4 separate regions of the Mus musculus genome follow, and regions 2, 3 and 4 are each linked to region 1. A link is a contact called in public Hi-C and HiChIP or PLAC-seq data. All regions are on one chromosome and are shown on one strand. The core of a region is the stretch at or near the end of the contact, and the rest is flanking DNA. Distances in the headings are between cores, read along the strand shown. Region 1 holds the start of Qpct (glutaminyl-peptide cyclotransferase (glutaminyl cyclase)). Region 2 has its middle 71 kb from the start of Atl2. Region 3 has its middle 17 kb from the start of Rmdn2. Region 4 has its middle 45 kb from the start of Rmdn2.

Region 1 (6,029 bases), core at 1,659-4,158:
GCACACACGCACACACGCACACACTCCTGGGCTAGCTAGACACTCTTCCTCAGCCAGCCAGCATTTATCTACCTTTAAAAAAGGAGAAAATAAAGCAGAACTGGGAAGACCAGGGTTCCTGATTTCCACTTTATAAATGGCGATAAGCACACTCTTTCCCGGTACCGTGAGATTCACATGACGTGGTTCTATCTATCTGACAACTGGTACCTTCGTGTCAACACCCTTCCGCATACACACATACGTGGGCCCCGTCGGAGGTGTAGTCATTTGTTTCTATGAATGGTTTCTAGGCTTCGAATCACTGAAGCGTGGTTCTAACGACAGCCATAAACTAGGGTCGATGTGCTTTCACACAGCGGATGCTACTCCAAGAGACACGCCTCTATTTCTAAACAAGGCAATGGATTTCAGAACTGATGCTCTCGTTATCGTACTTCTCCTGTTGGCAGACCAGTATACCAAGACTGTGCCTTGTCTGATTAAAACAGTCAAATGTCATAAAAGGCAGGAAGGCACATTTGAGTATAGGCTGATTCATCTCCCAGGCTGTAAAGTGTAGCTGGCTGCCCAGAAGACTTTATGGAGACCTTTAAAACTAGGAAAGCAGGAGGAGCTATTAACTGAGAGACGTCATGGCTGACTGTCATCCACTCCTGCCATTTGAGAGTGTTTGTTTTCCCAGTAAAACAACTGTTAGAAGCTTCTTAAGACATTTCTCAAAAGTTAAATCTGAATTTAGTTTAAAACATTTTGAGAATACCACAAGAACACGGCTCTCGGAATCAACTGACCAGAACTCAAGTGGGTTCAGAGATCAGAGAGCCTGTAGGAGTCTGACCTGGGTCCTCCACATACATGTTACAGTTATGTAGCCTGGTGTTCTTGGGGGATTCCTAACAGTGGGAGCAGGAGCTGTCTCCGATTCTTTTGCCTGACTTTGGGACCCTCTTCCCATTACTGGGTTGCCTCATCCAGCCTTGATGTGAGAATGTGTGCCTGGTCCTAATGTAGGTTGTAACGTCCTGTTTGGTTAACATCCCTAGGAGGCCTGCTCTTTTCTGAGGAGAGGTGGAGGAGAGAGTGAATCCAGAAGGAAAGAGGGGAGCAGAGGGAGGGGAAATTGCAGTAGGGATTAATATATGAGAGACGAATCAATAAAAAGGAAATTTTCTCTTAAAGAAAAAGAATCACAGGATGTTCTCCCACCTAGAAACAACCCTGGCTGCTACACCTGCCCACAGACAGACCCCGAGTGGAGCTCAGCCCCTGACAATATTTCTCATCCATTAAAATACGTTTTAAAGACACATTTGGCCTTGTGCGACACTCTGGTTTTAAAGTCCCTTCTCGGTGCTTGACCTCCCAGGTACCCCAAAGCAGTGCAGGAGAGGATTCTACTCAACGGCTTGAGAAGTACTTCCCAGCCTCTGGGGGAAGCCGTTTGACTCATTCTGGAGAGACTGAAGTTGTACGGTGTTGACTTCCCACACCCACTCCAGACTCCCCGTGTAAATGGGGATCTGTTGTGAGTCCTGAAAAGAAGTTGGCTATGCTTGAGCTCACCTGAAGTGGGCCATTCATACACTAGTGCATGAAACTAGCTGGGAATGAGCATGTTGGACGTGCAGAAACGCTAAAAGCACTTAAAGTACTTGTTTAGTAATGTCGCGCGCAAGGTTCTATCCCTAGACTGATGCTTTTCCTAGTTTCTTTAAAGACATGCCATTTTATTCCCAAACCGTCATCGTTTGCACAGCTCGTAGCAATTTCATGATTTCAAAACTGTTGCACAAGAAAAGGAAGTAATTGTGAATCTATTTTCTTCACACAAAGCGACTTGGCAAATCATTTTTATTCTGAATTCCTTAAATGAGATTTCCACAACTGAATTCATTTATCTGAAAACAGCGTGCGTCTCTTTTAAATATTTAACAATATGCTGGCGCTGAGTCCACCAGGAAACTCAATCCCCATGTAGCATCCTTGAATGCTGTAGTTGGGCATCCATGGGGACACCCCTAGACGCGCGGTCTAGGCATCCAGGAGCAAGCGCGGGGAGCGCGGAGCTCGCGGGTCGCGATTGGGCAGTGGCGCCCCCATGTCCCTGTTCTTGCACAGCCAGCGAGACATACTTCCTGTGCCTATCAGCAGCACCACCACCCCCCATCAGAGCGCAGCCAAAGGGAGGCGGGTGACATCACTCAGCCCCCAGGCGACACTAGCGCAGCCCCGAGACCAGCCCTGGCGCCCAGACTTGGGAGAGAGAGCACTGGTTCCCAGGAGTTGGGTGAGGACTTGGTGCCTGAGCAGGGGGACAGCATCCCTGACCCGCCTCCCGCTAGTCCAAGAGAAGGTGGCCGAGTCCCAGGTCCTGGCACCCTCCAACGCCACTCAAGTTCAGAACGCAGCAGTGGCCCCTCACCTTCTCCTGCGTCCAGGCAGCGGAGACCAGACTCAGATTCCCAGCTGTCAGAGACAGGACGGTCGCCTGCAGTAGCAGCAGGTGGAGAGTGCCCACGACGAGCTTGTCTTCGCTGCCTGCCATCTCTGCAAGAGTGTGTGGGCGTGGATTCCCGGGGCCGCCAGCGGTCACGAGCCCGGGAACGCGCGCCGGTCGCCCTGCCTTCTCCCTTCTCCACCCCTGGATTGATTGTGTCTGCCTCCCAGTCGCCTCCTGTGGCCTCCCGCTGTGCAGCGCAAGCACAAACCAGCAGTCCTCTCCCAGAAGCCTGGAAGCCAGGGGACTGAGCTTCCCTGGGTGACAGGAGCTTTGGAATCCAAGGGACAAAGAAAACACTTCCTTATTTTAGAAAGGATGGAGGGAAAAAAGGAAGGGAGGGAGGGAGGGAGAGAGAGGGAGGAAAGAAGGAAGGAAGGAAGGAAGGAAGGAAGGAAGGAAGGAAGGAAGGAAGGAAGGAAGGAAGGAAGGAAGGAAGGAAGGAAGGAAGGACAAGGAAAAGCCTTCCTGTAGTCCATAGATACGAAAAGAGTTTACCAGGCCCTGGGGGCTATAAGTGGTTTTCTGCACCTATTCACCATGACACTCAGACAAAATCAATATTTGTGCAATGCTCTGTACAAGGCACCGTCCCAGGTTCTAGGTGGTCTGAGACCTAGAGGAAGGGGGCGCTGGACTGGAAGGTTCTGGGAAAAGTGTTCGCTCTAGAACAGTGGTTCTCAGCCTCCCTAATGCTCAGACCCTTTAATACAATTCCTCATGTTGTGGTGATCCTCAACCATACAATTATTTTCGTTGCTACTTCATAATTGCAGTTTTTACTACTGCTATGAATTGTAATGTGACTATCTGATATGCAGGCTATCTATCTGATCTGTGACCCCTGCGAGAGGGTTGTTAGATCCGCAGGTTGAGAACCGCCACTCTAGAAGCTACCATTTTTATCTTGTGTCCCTTTTCTCGAAAATAGTTATCTTTCCTTTAAGAGACAGCCCACTGTATGCCCAAACTGACAGGTAAGGTTGAAATAATTACTGAAATATGTGAGATTTAAAATATTACAGTTGTCCCAAAAGTAATTATTTCTTATGACTGTCTCTAAAAGGAAAAGCCCAAGTAAAATTTTAGGGAGTCCTCTTCTTCCACCAGCCTTTTCACTGGGCAGTCAACCAACCACAAATCAAAAGCAACGGGGTTTGTATCAGTGCTGTACACGAACATCCACACCCACACACCATATTCTTTAAAGAATGTAATACTTATTGCATGTCATCAAACATTATAAGCAAATTAGGAATGATTTAAAGTCTATGGGAAGATGTTCATTTTATATGTAAATTTATGGCATTTCTATATAAGGGATACAGTGCATGTCCTTGGATTATGATATGGAGAGGGTAATACTAAAAACCATCTCCTGCAGGCAACCCTAGGGGCTAGGTTTTTTGGTTTTTGGAGTTTTGTGGGGTTTTTTTTTGCATCATAAATCATTATTATCTAGATAATCCCATCTTACAAATAAAAACAAGCAAATAAGCTGACTAGATCTGGGTCTCATGTAAAGCACATGTGTATAGTCCTCAGGACTGCAGGAGAAGTGGGGGGTGGGGGGCAATCAGAGCTGACAGGGTAGTTCAGTGGTAGGGTACTTTAAACCTCGGTTTCAATTCTCAGCACTGCAGAAAAGAAAAACCGGGGAAAGGGTATATTTAGTTCATAGGTTTCTGGCCTAAATTGTGAAAGTGGTTTCTTCTTCCACAGTGAGGATATGAGTTTCTTCTGCCCCAAGTCAGCTCCCAGCTACACGGAATTCCTAGAAAAATCAGAACAAAGACAAAGACACACAGAATTATTTTCTAAAGACCAAAGTTAAGGGTTTTGAAATCTTTCAGAAACACAAACACACACACACACACACACACACACACACAGAGGCACACAGAGACACACACACAGACACACACACACCCCTTCCTAGGCTTGGCTACTAGGTGTTTTAATAAGAGCTGGAAACACACACACTGTCCTGCCCCCGTCTGGAGCTGCAAGGGAAAACAGAATGAAAGTATCTCTTTGCTATAACTATTCAGGTCTGGGGTTTGAGTGGCAGTTTAAATATTATCTGGGCCTCACACAGGATTCCCCATGGGATCCTAAGACCTCTGGTGAGTGGAACACAGCGCCTGCCCCAATCCAATCACGCGGAACCTGAGACTGTGGTAATTAGGGAAGCAGACTACCCGGACCTAACCTGGGGCACAAGTCCCTTCCGCTCCACTCGAGCCCCGGGGTACCTTGCCAGGGGAGGCGCCCGACACCAGCAAGGGCCCACACAGGATTCCACACGGGATCCTAAGACCTCTAGCGAGTGGAACACAACTTCTGCCAGGAGGCCAGTTCGAACACCAGATATCTGGGTACCTTCCCTGCAAGAAGAGAGCTTTCCTGCAGAGAATACTCTGCCCACTGAAACTAAGGAGAAAGCTACCCTCCAGGTCTGCTCATAGAGGCTAACAGAGTCACCTGAAGAACAAGTTCTTAACAGAGACAACTATAACAGCTAGCTTCAGAGATTACCAGATGGCGAAAGGCAAACGTAAGAATCCTACTAACAGAAATCAAGACCACTCACCATCATCAGAACGCAGCACTCCCACCCCACCTAGTCCTGGGCACCCCAACACAACCGAAAATCTAGACCCAGATTTAAAAACATTTCTGATGATGATGATAGAGGACATCAAGAAGGACTTTCATAAGTCACTTAAAGAATTACAGGAGAGCACTGCTAAAGAGTTACAGGCCCTTAAAGAAAAGCAGGAAAACACAACCAAACAGGTAGAAGTCCTTAAAGAAAAACAGAAAAACACATCCAAACAGGTGATGGAATGAACAAAACCATACTAGAACTAAAAAGGGAAGTAGACACAATAAAGAAAACCCAAAGCGAGGCAACACTGGAGATAGAAACCCTAGGAAAGAGATCTGGAACCATAGATGCGAGCATCAGCAACAGAATACAAGAAATGGAAGAGAGAATCTCAGGTGCAGAAGATTCCATAGAGAACATCGACACAACAGTCAAAGAAAATACAAAATGCAAAAGGATCCTAACTCAAAACATCCAGGAAATCCAGGACACAATGAGAAGACCAAACCTACGGATAATAGGAATTGATGAGAATGAAGATTTTCAACTTAAAGGGCCAGCTAATATCTTCAACAAAATAATAGAAGAAAACTTCGAAAACATAAAGAAAGAGATGCCCATGATCATACAAGAAGCCTACAGAACTCCAAATAGACTGGACCAGAAAAGAAATTCCTCCCGACACATAATAATCAGAACAACAAATGCACTAAATAAAGAGAGAATATTAAAAGCAGTAAGGGAGAAAGGTCAAGTAACATATAAAGGAAGGCCTATCAGAATTACACCAGACTTTTCACCAGAGACTATGAAAGCCAGAAAAGCCTGGACAGATGTTATACAGACACTAAGAGAACACAAATGCCAGCCCAGGCTAATATACCCAGCCAAACTCTCAATTACCATAGGTGGAGAAAC
Region 2 (6,029 bases), core at 1,727-4,226, 770 kb before region 1:
ATTTTCTAGACAGATATCAGGTATCAAAGTTAAATCAGGATCCGATAAACCATCCAAACAGTCCTATAACTTCTAAGGAAATAGAAGCAGTCATTAAGAGTCTTCCAACCAAAAAAAGCCCAGGGCCAGATAATTTTAGTGCAGAATTCTATCAGACCTTCAAAGAAGACCTAATACCAATACTTCTCAAACTATTCCGTAGAACAGAAACAGAAGAAACACTACCTAGTTTGTTCCATGAAGCCACACAAAGACCCAACAAAGAAAGAAAACTTCAGACCAATTTCCCTTGTGAATATTGATATGAAAATATTCAATAAAATTCTTGCAAACCAAATCTGAGAGCACATCAAAATGACCATTTACCATTACCAAGTAGGCTTCATCCTGGGGATGCAGGGATGGTTCAATATATGGAAATCCATCAACGTAATCCACTATATAAACAAATTCAAAGAAAAAAAAACACATGATCATCCAATTAGATGCTGAAAAATACCTTTGACAAAATACAACACCAATTCATGATAAAAGTCTTGGAAAGATCAGGAATTCAAGGCACATACCTAACCAAAATAAAAGCAATATACAGTAAATCAATAACCAACATCAAATTAAAAGGAGAGAAACTTGAAGCAATCCCACTAAAAATCAGAGACTAGACAAGGTTGCTCTCTCTCTCTCTCTCTCTCTCTCTCTCTCTCTCTCTCTCTCTCTCTCTCTCTCTCTCTCCAAATAGTACTTGAAGTCCTAGCTAGACCAATTATACAACAAAAGGAGGTCAAAGGCATACAGATTGGAAAGGAAGAAGTCAAGATATCACTATTTGCAGATGATATGATTGTATACATATGTGACTTCCAAAATTGTACCAGAGAACTCATACAGCTGATAAACAACTTCAGCAAGGTGGCTGGATATAAAATTAAGTCAAACTTCACCACCATCTGACTAAGACAGATGCAGATACTCACAGCCAACCATCGGACTGAGCCCAGGAGCCCCAATGGAAGAGTTAGGGGAAGGGCTGAAGGAGCTGCAGGGGTTTGCAACCCCATAGGAAGAACAACAATATCAACAAACCCGATTCCCCAGAGCTCCCAGGTACTAAACCACCAACCAAAGAGTATCCATGGATGAGTCTGTGGTTCCAGCTACATATGTAGCAGAGGACTGCCATATCTGACATCAGAGGGGAGTTCCTTGGTCCCATGGAGGCATGTTTCTCCAGGGTAGGGGGATCCTAGAAGGGTGAGGCGGGAGTGGGTGGGTAAGGGCGCACCCTCTCAGAGGCAAAGGAGAGGGGGATGGGATGGGGGATTTTCAGAGGGAAGACCAGGAAGGGGGACAACATTTGTGATGTAAATAAATAAAAAAAGCAGTGAATAAAAAATTATAAAAACCACAAACTGGAAAAAAAAAAAAACCAGATCAACATACAAACTCCCCACAAGGATACGCACAGCCTATGTATGGGACTTTACACACCTAAGAAACAATGGCTTCTGATCTCCTGTTAGTCTATGCTCCAATGGCCCAGCAGAGGGAGCGACGGTGAGAGGTGTTGTTTGTCTTTCAGGGTTGTAGGGAACCATGGTGAAGCTCCCACGATGGTGGGCAATGCTCTATCCATCCATGGACTTCCATGCAGAGCCTGCCTAGCCTGGCAGAAGCAAGCTTCTGGCTCTCCACACAGCCTGCAGGAGAGCGATGCTTCTTCATAGGACAGAAGGATCTGTGTGCAGTCAAGGATGGTGGTCACGATGAATGGCATCAAGGGTCAAGGGGGCTCCCAGCCAGCAGATGTGCTATTGCAGCTTCAGCCCACCCACTCTTCCCTCATTACCTTGTAGTCACACAAAACAGAGCAACAGCTATTGAGGGAGGTAGACCATTTGATGAATTACGAGTTGGGGATAATAAAGAAAATACAAGTGACACCCCAAACCTGGAGGATGAGAGCTCCAGGGTTAAGTATTCAGAGCCTCTTCGGGAAAGGACATGTCAGGGAGGCAGCCGCTGATTCCCACCACTGATGCCCTAGCTTGTGGGGCTCACGGACCGCAAGGAATTGGCACTGAACTGGTGAGATGGAGCATGCTCGAACCTGGGATATCTCAAACTTGAGACCGGAAGGAGTGGGTTAATTCTCTCCCTGTCTCTATGCCTGCCTTGGAGTATGTACCCCAGAGACCCTCAACCAGGTTGTCACAGGCAGCGTACCCAGCAACTGGAATGCCTCTACATGCTATTGAGAGCTGCTTCATTAAAGATCATCGGAGAAAGCCTTCACTTAAAGAAGCCATCGTAACGAAGATTCTCGAAGGAGGTTCCCCTTCCTTCCAGCCCCACCCCCACTATCCCACTCCCAGGGTCCCCACCTCCATCCCAGTCCCAACTGGTCTGGGATCCCTCTTGTCCCAGACTTTACCCCCCTCCTGGCCTGGTGGTCAGTGGTGTCTGACGCCTGGAGGAAAGAGGCAGATTGCGCGAACCCACCCTCTTCAGGATTTCTCCCTGTCTTCTACAACCCTGTGTACCGGGCACCTGCCCACCGTGAAAGGAGAGGTGGAACCTTGTACCACAGCTGGCACTCAATGTGGTCCAACCAACTGACGCATACCACAGCTGGTGCCCACAGGATCCAACAGAACCTCCAGTTTGAGCAACAGATGCCTGGGAAACCTCAGGTTCAGGACATTGTCAACTGAGGTGAAGCTGTGATGTTGCCAGAGACTTGGCATCACATTGAGAGCCATGCAAGCCTATTATGCAGAGAAACGGCATCCTCTGCTCTTTCCACAGCTGAACCACCGATTCTGGACACTCCTTTGCTGGGAGGCAACAAAGACACATTCACAGGGGTTGGCTCTCTTCCTTGCATCTGCACCAGGGAAGCCAGTCACGCCAGGCTGGCCTGCTGGGACCAGCTGTCAAGTGTAGTCCAGTGCCCAGGTCTTTCCACTGCTTCTTCTCACAGATCTCTCCTCTGGGATGCCCACACATGTGACTTCTGGCAGCGCTCACTAATGACACCTCTGCTTGTGGTTTCTGCTTGGCCTCCGGGAAAGCTTTGTTTTGTTTGAGGACACTGAGCCAGGAAACAGAAATACTTTTTTTTTCTCTGTAAGCCACAGAGAGATCTTGTGATCAAGCCAACAGGAATGCCACAATAATATTCAATGGGGGTCTAGCAATCTGTTAGGTGCCATGCCAGCTCTTGGAGACACAAAGATGAGAAAGAATGGAAACTTCTTTTTGTTATGTACTTGGGCAAAGGGCACAGCCTCGAGTTTTGGTATCCGGAAACAATGTTGGAAAATCTGGGTTTGTCATCTGGCTCTGCCAGGAAATTACAGTCTGAATTTCCTTAGCCACTTAATTAGCAAAGAGTATAGATGGGTAATTGGAATATTTCTGTGCTCTCTGAAGACACTGGCCACTTGGTCTCCTGCTTTATTTAAATTATCATGTCATATTGGATATATGTAAAAATGTGAGAGTCACACAGTTAAGTGATGGCGTTCAGGAGCAATGGTAGCCCCTGTGAGCCTTCCCTCCAGCATACCACCAACATGATCATTTCAGCTGATGGCTTAATCTCCTTAGTCACCTCCCAGACAGCAGCCTTCTAAACTTTATTTATTGCCAATCCTTGGTATTAAAATAATTTAACATGAGCTTCTCCTAGCAGAATAGACTTACAGAAATCTTGTGCACATACAAAAGAGTGTCTCCAGGGTAGGATTGCTAGGCAACAAATATATGAATATTCAACTCACTTCTTCTGGTTGTATTTAAACTCCCACTAACACAGTCTGAAAATTCCAGTCCACTCACGAACATGCCAAGCCCTTGATGATATCATACTTTGTGATTTTTGCCAAACCAGTGGGTGAAAATGGTATTCATTGGTGTCTTAACTAGTATCTGATTGCTAATTAGCCTGAATATTACTTGTGCATAGACAACAATTCACGTTTCCTGCTTTGTGAGCCCTTTGAGGTGTCTTCCCTCCATATTTCTCTTTTGGATAGTTTGGCTTTGTACTTCATAACTTATTTGTTGGACTTAGAAGAGATTTTTCAAAAAGTAACTTCCATAAGCAGGTTATAGGTCTTACATATAGTGTAAATATCTTCTGGCTCGTGTTTTTCCTGATCACCCCCCACCCCACACACACACACACACATCGGGTCTATTGTTAAATGAGATTCTCAGGGGTAGAGATGTATCTCAGTTGTTAAAAGCATTTGCTGCTCTTACCCAGCACTCACCTGGCTATTCATAGTCAACTGTAACCCCAGTTTTGCTGCCCTCTTCTGACCACTGCATTTGCAAGCCGTGTAATTGGTGCACATACACATATGCAAGCAAACACATAATATTAAAATAAATAAATCCTTTAAAAAAATAACTCTTGATTTGAGCATAGCCCCTTCCCCAGTGATTAGCACTTGTGTCTCTTTAAGAACCTTTTATCAAAAAAAGGACCTTTTATTGTCTTGAGGTTCTTCTAGATAATCTTAAATAGTGTTATCATTTTGCCTCTTATACCTAAGTGCTAAGAGTTAAGGGGAAAGGATTTGAATTTCCTGTGTGGTGTAAAGCAGGGTTAATTTTGTCATAGACTTCGTCCATATAGTGACTAATGGCTCTGCAGCATTTCTTGGGGAATTCTTGCTTTGGAAGTCATCACAATGGTTCTCTGATGTCCTCACATGAATCTACCCCATCTCGTTCTTTATCTATGTCTCTGCCCATACAACAGCCACTTTCATTATGCCAATTTTATATATGCCTTGATTGTCTTTCTTTCTAGGAGTTACCTTATTTTGAAGTCTTTGCTTGTTGTGTAAATTTGAGACTCACTGGCCAAGCTCCTCAGTTATTCTGGTTGGCTTTGCATTGGAATTGAATACAGATTTGTGGGGAGAGAAGGGACACTTGTGAAATATTTCAGAAATATTCATATGTTGCATGGGCAGTCTCGAAGGGGCAGACATATGCATTTACACTGCTACTCCAAATGATGGATGCTTTTCTGCACTAAACCCTTGGTGAAGAGAGCATGTGTGAAGATTCTCAGTGAACTCAGATTATGATTCTGGCTTAAGAAGTCCCAAACTGTCTAGCCCGTGTTTTCCAGAACACGTGAGGTTGGAGATAATCACAGGGTGATCTTCGTTGACACCCAAGGGGTTGGGCCAGAATGATGATCAGTCTGCCTCCTATTCCGTCCAGCAGAAAAGGGCGACAACACTACGTTCTTCTCAAAGCAGTTTATTTAGGAACCTTTCAATATCATGCATGAATCTCTCTCCAGAAATCAATTTCTCCAGGAAAAAACAACAACAACACCCCCCCCCATCGCAATCCCTTATATAACCCCTCAACCACGCCCCATCAGCCCAGCCCACGTAACAGCAGTCCATTGGCCAGAATCATCACTCGTCATATGGTCCGATCTTGCATAATGGTGCACCTGCGCAGTTCTCATGATGGATGCGGCTTATTTTCAGGTGTATGAGGAAGTCAGGTGCAAGTCATAAGACTTGGCTGCAGTCCCAGGTGCCATCTTGGGACTGCTGCCACACCTGCTCCTCACAGACCTGTACAACCAAACCTTGTGCCCACCCATTCTCTCCCATGTATTCAGCCTTTTATATAAACACATGGAAACTCTTCTAGAGTTGTGTTTACCCAGACTCTGAAGTCTTACGTTTTCATTACTTAAGAAGTCTGTCCTGTTTTTTCAGATAGACCCACTTAGAATCAATTCAGGGTCTTGTGAAAACTACTTGTAACAGTGTGTCAAGCTCAATCTTTAATTGCTTTGCCTCTGGAATTTTATTCAGTCCTGGACACTGTCTTCTGGCCATACTTCAACACTCAATTATAGCATAACAACAGTAGTGTTATACACTATACAATTTACATTCTAAGCAGTCTCAGGGTTTGGCCTGAGTCTAAGGCTTAACTCTGCTTTATTGTGTAGGTGGCACTACAGCATCCGTTTAATCTCTCTA
Region 3 (6,029 bases), core at 2,100-4,599, 550 kb before region 1:
CAAGTGCAGGGTGCAGTGTTACACCATGCCTGGCTTGAACTAAGCACTTTAAAAAGCAATTCCATAAATAATCTTTTAGAATCTCCACAGGCAGCCTGGTTAATCCTCATAGCAATCCTGTAATGTAAATTATGCCACTTACATTTTAAATAATTAAAATGAAATTGGGGTTTGAACCCAGAGTCTTGCATGTGACAAGCAAGTACTCTGCCGACTGAGACATGTCCCCTAGCCACCATCTCCATTTTGGAGACTAACAACTCAAGTATTTAGAGAGATGCAGTTTGTGCAGTCATGTACGTGGCCAGACAATACTGGAGGTGATATTTGAACAATCTGGCTCCAGAGCCCTTGCTTGTAAACATTGCACCATAGTGTCTCATTACCATGTTAGAAATGTTCAAGATCTACATGAAAAAAAAAAAAAGATAAAAAACCCCACTCACAGGCATAAAAAAAGAGGCTGGACTAAATGAAAAGTCGCACTGTGTTCTTGCACTCAAAGAGTTACTATTTAAGAGATACTGTGTTTGCATACACGAATTCACAAGATTTCTACCCAAATCAGGTCTTTTTTGAGACTTGATTTTAATATTCAAGTAGAAGAATAAACATTCATGAGAAATCGGGAAAAGTCTGAATAATGACAGTAAGATCAATTACCTCTCCTGGTTATTCAATTTTACTATAAAATACTCTAACAGCACAGTGCCAGTGTGGGGAATCACAGAATTAATTAATGACAGAGACAAAACCCCAATAGAGACCCAGGTACACACAGCATTTAGTAACCAAGGAGAAACAGTCAGGAGACAGTGATGGTCTAATTGATTAACTTTATTAGAAAACCTATTGCCTGTTTATAGCCCCTAAGAATCCCAAATGAATAAAAAATTAACCATAAAACGTTATATCATCTATTTAGGGAAAATTTTTATTGTGTCTGGCTTTCCTCATCTAACAAAAATTTCAAGGTTAATCTTTCTCACAGCATATATTAGTTTCTTAGTACTTCTTTTTTTTTGCTGTAGATACAATAGATTTTGTTTCTTTATTTATTTCTACTTTTTTGAGTCACAAATAAAGCTACTACAAATTTCATTTTAATGTGAACGAACAGGTTTTTTTTTCTTGACAGTCTGTTTTTATTTTAAAACACTATTTAAAGGAAAAAATCATTAAGGTACAAATATTCGAAATGATTGTTATAGTTTGAATTTAAAGTTATTCCCTCAAGCCTATGTTCCTGGCTGGTAGCTGTTAGGATGCCGCAGAGCCTTTGAGAAGTGGGGCATAGCTGGCCGAGAAGGAGAGGCCTTTGATGACTCAGCTCCTGGCCCTTCCTTGCTCCCCCAGCTTCCTGGCTCATGCCACGTGAGCTGGTGTCCACCATATACTCCCACTGTCATGAACTCTGCTTGCCTTGCCTGCCGTGAAGGACTGAAATCCCTGTGAAACCATGAGCCAGAAAAAAACTTTCCTTCCAGAACATCTTACTATGAGATATTTGGTCACTATACTGGCTAGTTTGGCATCAGCCTGACTCAATCTAGAGTCATCAGCAAGGAGGGAATCTCAGTGGAGAAAATACCTCCATAGATTTGGCTGTAACAGAGACTGCCCCATCTGGGCATCTATTCCAATGCAGACACCAAATCCAGACACTATTACTGATACAGCTGTCTCCTGAGAGGCTCTGCCAGATCCTGACCAACACAGATGCGGATGCAAGCAGCCAACCATCAGGCTTGAGCACAGGGACCCCAGTGGAGGAGTTAGGGGAAGGACTGAAGGAGCTGAAGGGGCCTTATCTGGCATCAATGGGAGGGGAGGCCCTTGTTCCTGTGAAGGCTCGATGCCCCAGTGTAGAGGAATGCTAGGGCAGTGAGGTGAAAGTGGGTAGGTGGGTGGGGGGCATCCTCATAGAGCCAGGTTAAGGGGGATAGGATAGGGGTTTTGCAGAGGGAATGACCAGGAAAGGGAATAACATTTGAAATGTAAATAAATAAAATATTAATTTTTAAAAAGATCTGGCTGTAAGGCATTTTTAAAAAATTAATGAATAGTAGGGAGAGCCCCACCCACTGTGGGTGGTGCCATCCCTGGGCTGGTGGTCCTGAGTTCTATAAGAAAACAAGCTGAGCAAGCCATGCACCCCTCCATGGCCTCTGCATCAACTCCTGCCTCCAGGTTCCTTCTGTCTATGAATTTCTTTCCTTAATTCTTTTGATGGTGAGCTGTTATATAGAAGTGTGAGCAAAGTGAACCCTCTCCTCCCTAAGTTGCCTTTGGTCATGGTGTTTCATCACAGCCACAGTAATCCCAGGATAGTCACAGTGACTCAAAAACAAGTCACACATTGATGAGTATGCAAATTACCCTTATGAGATCATCACAGGATGTGTTGAAATGTCACATAGCACTCAACTAAACATGCAATGGATTAATTAAAAAAAAGATAGAATTCTCAAACGTTATATTATTGCTTTCCCCATCCAAAAATCCAACTGTTAAAATTTTTCCTCCCTGAGACAGCTTATGGCTCAGACCAGAAAAGAAAAAAAAAATGTGCAGAGAAGTGAAGCCAGAGCCTATAACTCTCTGAACAGTTGTCTGGACTTTAAGATGTGAAATATCTCGCCCTGATCCTCGGGGACACTCCCTTTTATTTAACTTTTCACGTCGTGCTTAACTCAGCTGTCTGAGGATTAATTTATCTTGTGGTAGGTGTCAGAAGACTAATTGTGTATTATTTCAAGTTTAATGAACTGAGAAGAAAAAAAAATGAGGTGGGTGGGGGGAAGTTAAGTTGAGCTGAGATTAAGCCTCTCAATGATTTATGTTTAATTAGTGTCACAACATAGGCATGTCCCCTGCCTCATGCTTTGCTACCTCTAGGGATGACAAGGAAATTCCTGCCTGCAGAGCATTCCAGACAAATCACACACTGTGCTGTTGTGAACCCTGACCTCAATGCCTGTGTTTGCTCTTCCCTGCCCGAGAGCTAGAACTTAACTTGGCATAAATTATTCTTTTCCTGAAAACTAAAATTTTTCTTTAACATCATATCGGACTTCAGAATGACGGGGCATCTTTTGACATCATAGAAATAGAATATTGATTTTCTTTTCTTTCACAACATTGTTTAGAACTTTATGACAATGACTAAGATAAATGTATCAATTGTATAGGAAGAAAAAGGAACACACTTGATGCATTGAGATTATTAAAATCCACCATATGAAAATACTATGAAATCTTCCACCAACTTGCCAAGAGAGATCTGGAACCTCTTTTCTTTTTGCCCATGGTAGTCCTCTGACTCACTGAAGGCTGGACTCTGTGACAGATGTGTCCAGTCTGCTCTTACCTCCCTCTTATCTTCCTGTCCCTGGACTTCCTCCTCTGCTGGTGATCCGCTGCATACTTGTCTCTTTCATTTGGCTCCCCGTATAAGGGAAGCTCCTGAGAACAAGCCCTCTGTCTCCTCAGTGTGTTCTCCACATGTATACTGAATATTGTGTGTAGTATTTGTGGAGTAATTAGTTGTTGAGTAAACTAACAAAGCAAAACAAAATCCCATGTAGTAGTAGAAATTGTTTTTTATTATCCCCGACTATGATTGAAGCTTTAATAAACCTTAAGTGTGATTCTTAACCCAGTGGCAATTTTTCCTCTTGCCCCTAAGAACATTTCACAATTTCTAGAGGTATATATATTTATCATAACAGAAGAGGTCTACTAATATGAGCAACTAGAGGTCAAGCATGTGGCTGAACAAATTCTGATGTCTAGGGAAGCCATTGTACAAGGCACGGACTACCTGGCTTAAAATGTTGATCATTGCCAATATCAATAAAACACATCCTAGCAGCTTAAAAGGAGACGAGGTAACATAACTGCTGAAGTTTATTTTAATCTCTTATTTTAAGTCATCCTCACATTTAGAGTCACAGTGTTATGGTTTGAATGTCTCCCAAATACTCATGGTTTGCATGCTTGGCACTCAGCTGGTGGCACACTTTCTAGGGTAGTGGACATCTTAGCAGATAGGATGTAGCGTGGTTCTCAGGGACGTGCCATCTTGGGGCACTCTCTCCCTGTGTCTGCCTCTAGTCCACCATCAAGTGAAGAAGATTCTACACACAGCCCTGCAACCATGATATTCTGTCTTACCATATACCCGGAATCAACAAAGCCAAGAACTGAGCAAACCAGTGAAACGATGGGCCATACAAATCCTCCCCATCTTAAACTGTTTTTAGTCAGGCATTTTCTTATGCTGGTGAGAAAGAGTTGGAAACCCATACCCATCCTACAGAATATCATTCGTATGACACGCTCTGATTTTTTTTTATGAAAAATTTTATATTGGATAATGTGATTCCTGGGACCTTCATGGAGTATAGGGATGAAGAGTGATGCACATGACTTAAACAAGTTTGTTTCAAATCTAATGACCTGTGATTGCCATCAAACACCTACCATGTGCTTACCACAGTACCTCAGAACTCTGAGGAAGACTATGATGTCTGCTGTTAACAATATACATACATACATACATACATACATACATACATACATACGTGTGTGTGTATTGTTAACAAGGAATCTTCCATCACATGTTCTTTCATAAGTTTGTTTTAACAGAACATCTTTTCTCCTACATCTGCTTCAGCTAAACATTCCTTCACGTGTTTGCCCTAACAATAACCATAGAACTGACTTTCCAAAGAACCCTTAAGCAGCCACTTCAGTGTTATCCTTTTTCTTTTCCTCTCCGTGCTCCCCAGTCCAGTGAGACGGAAGCAAGAAGCTACCATATTGTACTCTCTCACTGGTATGTTGTGGTTACCTGTTGCTATTCCTCTGTGTATATTGTGGACTATGTTTAGGTTCTCTGTAACAAACAACTTTAAAAAAACCTCTCTGTCCTGTCCAGGTGATCAGTGAATCTATTTGGACTGATGCTTACAGGCTCCTTGGTGAGACCTACCCGTAAGACGGTATGTCTTTTGTTTTTTTGCCAGAAATCCTCCTGGTCTACAATAATCCTATGCGGTTTAGGGCACCATGGAACTCAAGTTTATAGTGATCCAGTAGTAGCCCTCTGGGAAGCACAAAATAACATACCATCTAGAGCTAGCAATGCCACTCAGTTTCTATAAACCTGTTGTTCCAGTCCTTTGCTCTACAGGCTTCTGACTAGGAGGTAGGGAGTTCAGCTTTCAGGTCTCTCTGTCCTGTCCTATCTAACTAGCTGCTAACCCCCACCCCATGGTTAAGAGTTGAGACCCCCCAAATTAAGTCAGGAAACAGGGATTTCAGACGCTATAGAGAATGCCTCTTACATGTGAGTATCAGTAAAGACCTGGATTTAAATCTGACAAAGCAGCACTTATATATAAACTTTGCTAATCTTCACCAGCGTATGGTGGACTGGAGCCAGCAACAGAGGAACATTTTAGATTCTTAGGGATTATTAACTGCACAGAGAGCACTGGTTTTGAAATCTGATCGGTTGTATAAAGTTCTTTGCTACAGAACACCTGTTTACACATTTCGTACAATTGGCATTGGCTTAGACAGCAGAAATCATGTAATCTCTTACTGGTTTTCAGTAGATTGGGAAAGGAGAAGGGTTTTCTGATTGAAGTCACCCATCTGGTTCTTATTTCCACCCTTAGGTTAAGGCCCAGGTAATTTCTTTTGGTGTATACATTGGACAAGCGAGATGAGATGGGAATTAATGTAACACATGACTGAACCAGGAGATTTACTTTGCTGTTGTATCTATTCCCTTATTTCCTTATGTGTCTCTGTTTCTTGGCACCTACAATGAACTCTTGCTGTTGCAGCTGGTAAATGTATTGCTTTCAATGAGGCTAGAGCCAGAGGCCTACCTCTGATGGAAATGATGTCAACATTAAGGCGATGTCTCTCTTGCCAGATTGTGGCAGTGTGGACAGTACTGGGATGACATACTTAGGGTTGGTATATATCGTATACAATTTCCCCTGGCAAAGTTT
Region 4 (6,029 bases), core at 2,473-4,972, 520 kb before region 1:
AGACAGACATTGATTCTGTTCTGCATTTCGTATGGATGAATCTTTGATGGCAAAACTCTGTAGAGACACGCGATTGCACAGGCCAAGTCTTTGTGTTTGTTCTTTCATGATAATACTGTTGAAAACACTGTGATCATTTAAAGTACCAAAGGCATCAGACATACGTGAAAATAACTACAGGGTCTAGGACTAAGGTTGCTTCTTTAGAGAACCTTTTGGGTTCACTTTACAGTTCAAACATCCTTGGTTGATAGCACTTTTCTCAATAACAGACGTGTCTCACCAACTTGTAAAATATGTATGAGAAACTATTTTGTTTCTTTGCAATCACTTCTATTTTCAACATCTGATTAAAATCTACTCAAATTCAGTGCATTTTATCTTTCTAACATCATCAACAACAACAAAAGACACAGAGCATATATTTCTGTTTAGCAACTGGATAGTACATTGGATTCTAGGAAATGAGCAAGTTCTATGCTTTCCAGAGTTCAGTATTTTTTTCCCTCCACCAACAGATACTTTATTAAAATCAAATATCACGGGAAGTGTGGGTACTTCTTAGTCAAGCAGTCAGAACCAGTTCTGTGAAGGGATCAGAGAAGGCAACATTGCATTTACTAAAACTTCCAAAGGCAGGAGAGAGCACAGCATGGTTATTTTGATGGTTGTTAGTGACACATCCTGGTTGTCATCTCTTTCAAGGGCTCCAGCTCCTTGTGGTCTATGAGGTTCATCTCCGTGATAAAGTAATAGAAGTGTTTGTAGCAGGTGTTGACGTGAGCCTCTGCGCCCATCACAATGAGGCGGTCAAAGTGATGAATGTAGACATGGACAAAGACCCAAAAGAGGCGGCACAGGATCTTCTTGCAGATCTGGACCATACCTTAAGCAGGTTCATGCACCGAGGTCATCCTGCCACCGGTACTCATATTTGGGGCCCCCTGACATCACAGGGCAGGTCCGCTCAGTGCAGAACTCACAGTTTGTGTTTTATGAAGAGAGGTAGGACTGGAGACATGAGGGTGATGAAGAATAGCCTGACATCCACATGGCCATTGGTGTTAACATGAGCAATGGCTATTGACACAGGACCCCTGCCCCCTGCCATAGACCCAATCATACACACAAAGACACAGACACAGACAAACACACAGACACAGAAACACACACACACACACACACAGAAAGACACAGACACAGACAAAAACACACAGACACACATAGTGAAACACACACACAAAGTCACAGATACACAGAAACACACACACACACACACACACAGAGAGAGAGAGAGAGAGAGAGAGAGAGAGAGAGAGAGAGAGAGAGAGAGAGAGAACATACACACAAAGTCACAGACACAGACAAACACACACACACACACACACACACACACACACACACACACACAGATGCACATGCACATACGCACATACATACCTACACAATGCATGCCTGGGTTGAGTGGAGAAGAAGGACGCTTCCTGTCTAAGGATTTCCACCTCTTTATCTTCTTCCGATACTTCCTTTGGCTAAAGAGAAAATCTTTTCTCTCACATTTCTTACTTCCCAGAGAGGCATTTATTGGTAAGGTCTGAATTTTTCAGATGTTAAAGAAGGAGATCAAAGAATTCAGCCAGGGTGGGCAGTGGTGGTGGCTCATGCCTTTAATCCCAGCACTTGGGAGGCAGAGGCAGGTGGATTTCTGAGTTCAAGGCCAGTCTGGTCTACAGAGTGAGTTCCAGGACAGCCAGGGCTACACAGAGAAAAAACCCTGTCTCAGAAAAAAAAAAAAAAAGAAAAAAAAATCAACCAGTTTTCTCTATGAACAATGCCTGGTTTTCAAGCTTTGTGCTTTGATACCAAATCATATTTTGAGTCACCAATGTTGTTATTCAAATGTGATTTTTCATACTTTACATTCCTGCTATCAACAATATTAATCCTAGAGACAGACACATTTCAGGCCACCTAGGAAGAAGAGCATATACCCTAGAAAGAGAAAAGTACCCTGGGACTTGAGGGGCTCTTTCTTCACAGATCTTTGTCAGCTGACTTCCACAGAAGTTCCACAGTGCACTCCACAAACTGGGCTTTGCCTGCTACATGTTTGGATAGCAGTGGCTGCTCAGGTTGCAATGCTCTCCCAAGACTCTCTGTCTCGGTTGTCTGTCATGATCAGTCTTTCCCGACTAATACTCTAGCTTCAGAGGGTCTGGACTTTGCTCTTTAATCCCTCTCTGCCCTTTCCCACCAGAGACACCACAGGAAGTCTTTGGTTTCTAAATGGTCTGTAAGTGTAGCATTTCAAACCCAGAACTCATTTTTTTCCCTACAGAGAGAATATTATAAGTATGTGTTGGGTCTCCAGGTCAACCCACAAAGGCTCATTCAACTCCTAATACAGGTAATGTATTTTCCCTTTGCTCTTTAATATATCCTAGAGCAATAGAATGTCTGAGCAAAAATGGAATTTAGAACTTCATGCTATATACTGGTTTGTCAGTGTATTCTGTTACAAATGCCCACAGTCCATCTCTTTAGATATTAAGTAGGGTCCTGCAGTTCAGCCTGGAAATCCAGTTATATTTTCAAACAATATAAATCATATTGTCATAAATATAGAAATGGCCTTGCCACAGACAACTTTATTTTGGCTACTTTTCTTTACATGTTCTGAGGCACACTGTAAAACCAGACTGTTTGTCTATCATGTCTGTATGTCTATATGCACAGACATGGCCAGCACTTACATGTACCTTAAGTTGTAGGATCATGGAGCACCCTAAAGGAAACAAACAAACAAACTCTCAGATATGACAACTCACAATGAAAGGACTGCCTCTTGGTGTTTGTTGAGCCAAATGTACCTCTGTGATGGGGCACCCTGATGCTTTCTCCCTCTTTCTGAGAGAATTCTTGCCAGAACATGCCCCCCTCATGTCATCAGCTCCTTGCTCATTGGTCCACAGAGATTATTCTGAGCCTGTCCTTCTTGGTATCTAAGCTTTGCTGTTTTTCTATGGCAGTTCTTATTAGCTTATTTGGTAGATTCCTTGCTACCACTTGGGTACCCTCACTGACTCCAAAAGCCACAGTGGTGGGCTTTTCTCTCTTTTTCTTTGTTTTACCATTCATACCTAGAACACTTTCTACCTGGCACGTAGGAGTGTTAGGGCTGAGAAAGCAGTGCCTCTCGTTATGGTGTTTTGGCATGATGAGGATTATAAACTACTGAAGGACACTAGGAGGCCTTAGACTTAGAGGGACAGTCTCTATGACTCTCTCCTGCTCTACTGTCTCCAAATCCTCTCGCCTAAATCAAGTCACAGGAATTGGGGTTGTTGTCCTCTAAAGCAAGTCATAACATCTGGAAAGGTAATTTTCTTTCTCCTCTTCCTTGCAGACTCTGATTACCCAAGAGGAAAGGGTGCTTCATGCTAGGCCAAGAAGGATCAGGACAGACCTTTTTTGCTGGCTGCCTACTTGATATCAGTCTACTGGTGTCAGATTATATTCTGTTCTCCAATCAGATTTACACACAACTGACTCCAATACCTGGAGGAAGCAAAGAAGAAGAAGAAAAGGAGGAGGAGAAGGAAGAGGAGCAGAGAAGAAGAGGGGGAAGGAAAAGGAGGGGGAGGGGAGCAGGAGGAGTAGGAGGAGAAAGAGGAAGTGGGGAAAGAGGAAGAGGAGGAGGAAGAAAAAACATTTTTTCCTGAGTCCTTGAGTTTCATTATCAAAGCTTCCACCCCCCATATTTTATTAAATAGACATTTGGTGCTTCCTTTCTTTAAGCCTGTTTGCTGTTGGTACAGAAGTGTCAGCCATGACCCTTTATGATGAAGAAAGTCTCACACCTGTCTACCCTGTGATCACAAATCTCCATTGTCCATTTGATGGGACTTAGAATCACATGATACTAAAAGTCTGCCTGTGCCTACGAGGGAGCTTCTGGACTAGGTTAATTGAAGTGGGAAGACCGGCTCTAACTGAGGGCACCATCCTCCCATGGGCCTGGCTCTGAATGAATATGACGGAGAACAGGACATGAGGACCAATGTCCAGCTGTCTGTGTTTCCTGGCTGAAGATGCAATGTCACCAGCTGCCTCTGGCCCCTGCCTCTCTTCTCTGCCTTGATGAACTATTTTAGAGGATTCCCGGACTTATTCTTTTAATAACACAAGTAAGCAAACTTAGACCAAATCTGCAATATGGTTCACTTATCCAAGTACAAAGGTCAGAATTCATACTAACATGTAAAAAGCAAGTCTTCGTTGGAGGACCTGAGGTGAGCATGCCCTGGGATTTATGAGGTGGGTATTCTGAGTCCTGTTTTGTGATGTAACGTATGAGATGAGAATAACTGTGGAACCAGGTGAATAACTGGACCTACTCCCAGCCTTAGCTTAGCTACATCATCCTGGCATTGGCACCTGCCATCTTAGAGACTATCCATCTCTCAGATGGCTGAGAAGAAGGCTCCTGGCATAGTCTGGCATCTACCATCCTCCCAAGCAGACACCATATTACTCTAGAAGTTTTTGTTATGCTTGCTTTGGAAGTAAATTTTACCCATTGTTTAGTTAGCAAAACCACTTCCTAAGTATAATTGTTCAAGTCTTACAGATGTGAAGGCTGTGCCTAAGAGAAAATGTGTAGCTATTGAGCTGTTCCCTGAGTTTATTTTTATTTTAATTAATACTGCTTCCAAAGGTGGAGGTCTGCAACATTACATAATTACGAATGACTATATGACTATATGACTATACAGGTTGCTTAAGGATATAATACAAAATAAAACCATGACTAAGAATCTATATTTATTAATAAGTCCCAGATCATGAAATTGCTTTTCCCTTCCTAAACCCAGATATTCAATGACAAGTTGCTACTTCCTAATTTTAGTACTTGACAGTAGATGGCACTGCTGATTGTCAAAAGATACAAACATTTCCCTGTATATACCAATCTCTTCTTTTTTAGCCATTAAAAAAACCATCAGAACAAAACACACACACACACACACACACAAATGGTATAAAAGTAAATATTTTTATTCCAATGAGAGGTTAAAATTAAGCACATAATTGAGCTGGACATTTATGTGAGTTATGCATAGTTTATTTGAGATGCTAGGAGAAACCATAGTATGATCAGCGGCTCTCAATCTGTGGGTTGCAATCTCCTTGGCAAACCTTTATCTCCAAAAAATGTACATTATGATTTATAACAGTAACAAAATTACAGTTATGAAATACCAACAAAAAATTTTTTTTGGTTGAGTGTCACCACAATCTGAGGAGCTATAGAAGAGGGTCACAACATTGGGAAGGTTGAGAAGTGGGTACAAGTTCTCATTATCAAGAGTAAAAGTAAAATTTCATTACCAACACAAGCAATTTATTTCTGTACCATAACTTTAGGAAAAAAATGGATATTATCACAACTGAATTTAGTTGTCAAGAACAAACCAGAAAATAAAACGAAAGCACTCACCCATGGGCTCTGGAGTCTTCCAGATGGCATACAAGGATGCAGTGTGTAAAATAAGAACAAAACAAATACGTGACCTGAACTTTGGGTAAGTCACTCAGTGTTTCATGACAGGGGTCTCTCATCTGTAGACAGAACTGCTTATCTCTTGACCAATTTACATGACAATTGCAAGGATCAATTAATTGTAACATTGTAGCTTAAAATATTATATGTCATTGGTGGAACAGATCCTGTATTGGTTACTTTTCTAGTCACTGTGACAAAATGTCTGACAGAAGCAACTTAAGGAAGGAAAGACTTATTTCAGCGCATGATTTCAGTCCATCATGGCAGAGAATTATGGTGGACCCACTCACCGTACAGCTGGATGGAAAGTGCATCGCAGACCAGAACCAGAACCAGATATAATTGTAGGGTATAAGGTCTTAACCCATTTCCTCTTGAAAATTCTTAACAGAACTCCACCAATCCCTCAGCATAAAAGTCCTCTAATCCATGAGCACGAAAACCAACCAATCTCAGAGCACAA

What was found. Hi-C and Micro-C count contacts between places; a contact is called where the count stands out from the background. HiChIP or PLAC-seq counts read pairs in DNA pulled down with a chosen protein or histone mark.
Region 2: a contact with region 1 is called in a FOXA1 HiChIP or PLAC-seq map of pancreatic cancer cells. The contact joins the enhancer-like site here to the promoter of Qpct in region 1. A contact is called at or near these places in 1 of 39 promoter capture datasets (hippocampal neurons), 3 of 115 datasets of contacts at active chromatin or transcription factors (embryonic stem cells and pancreatic cancer cells) and 2 of 9 other capture datasets (embryonic stem cells and macrophages).
Region 3: an H3K4me3 HiChIP or PLAC-seq map of neural tube shows a contact between it and region 1, with 5 times the contacts expected there. The contact joins the enhancer-like site here to the promoter of Qpct in region 1. A contact is called at or near these places in 7 of 39 promoter capture datasets (cranial neural crest, embryonic stem cells, frontonasal cranial neural crest and 4 more), 1 of 484 Hi-C or Micro-C datasets (bone marrow-derived macrophages), 8 of 115 datasets of contacts at active chromatin or transcription factors (embryonic basal ganglia, embryonic stem cells, hepatocytes and 1 more) and 4 of 9 other capture datasets (adipose tissue, embryonic stem cells, liver and 1 more).
Region 4: a Hi-C map of bone marrow-derived macrophages shows a contact between it and region 1, with 13 read pairs. The contact joins the enhancer-like site here to the promoter of Qpct in region 1. A contact is called at or near these places in 10 of 39 promoter capture datasets (the HPC-7 cell line, cranial neural crest, embryonic stem cells and 7 more), 2 of 484 Hi-C or Micro-C datasets (bone marrow-derived macrophages and nephron progenitors), 12 of 115 datasets of contacts at active chromatin or transcription factors (embryonic basal ganglia, embryonic fibroblasts, embryonic stem cells and 1 more) and 4 of 9 other capture datasets (adipose tissue, embryonic stem cells, liver and 1 more).

The regions. Positions count from the first base shown.
Region 1 is chr17:79,048,785-79,054,813 of GRCm38.p6, reverse strand. It overlaps Qpct (glutaminyl-peptide cyclotransferase (glutaminyl cyclase)), which reads right to left and starts at 2,908. Exons shown (of 7, transcript NM_027455.3): 1 at 2,426-2,908. The coding sequence starts at 2,548.
Region 2 is chr17:79,822,353-79,828,381 of GRCm38.p6, reverse strand. No RefSeq gene overlaps it. Among named protein-coding and RNA genes, the nearest start is that of Atl2, 71 kb to the left of the region's middle. Within about 2 kb of position 2,976, at least 74 of the 459 cell types and tissues checked have an H3K27ac peak or open chromatin away from gene starts, as enhancers often do. A contact at or near this core is called in pancreatic cancer cells, where this site is marked.
Region 3 is chr17:79,595,696-79,601,724 of GRCm38.p6, reverse strand. It overlaps a transcript of Rmdn2 not described here. Among named protein-coding and RNA genes, the nearest start is that of Rmdn2, 17 kb to the left of the region's middle. Within about 2 kb of position 3,349, at least 66 of the 459 cell types and tissues checked have an H3K27ac peak or open chromatin away from gene starts, as enhancers often do. A contact at or near this core is called in adipose tissue, bone marrow-derived macrophages, hepatocytes and 3 more, where this site is marked.
Region 4 is chr17:79,567,509-79,573,537 of GRCm38.p6, reverse strand. It overlaps the pseudogene Gm7283. Among named protein-coding and RNA genes, the nearest start is that of Rmdn2, 45 kb to the left of the region's middle. Within about 2 kb of position 3,722, at least 1 of the 459 cell types and tissues checked has an H3K27ac peak or open chromatin away from gene starts, as enhancers often do. A contact at or near this core is called in bone marrow-derived macrophages, where this site is marked.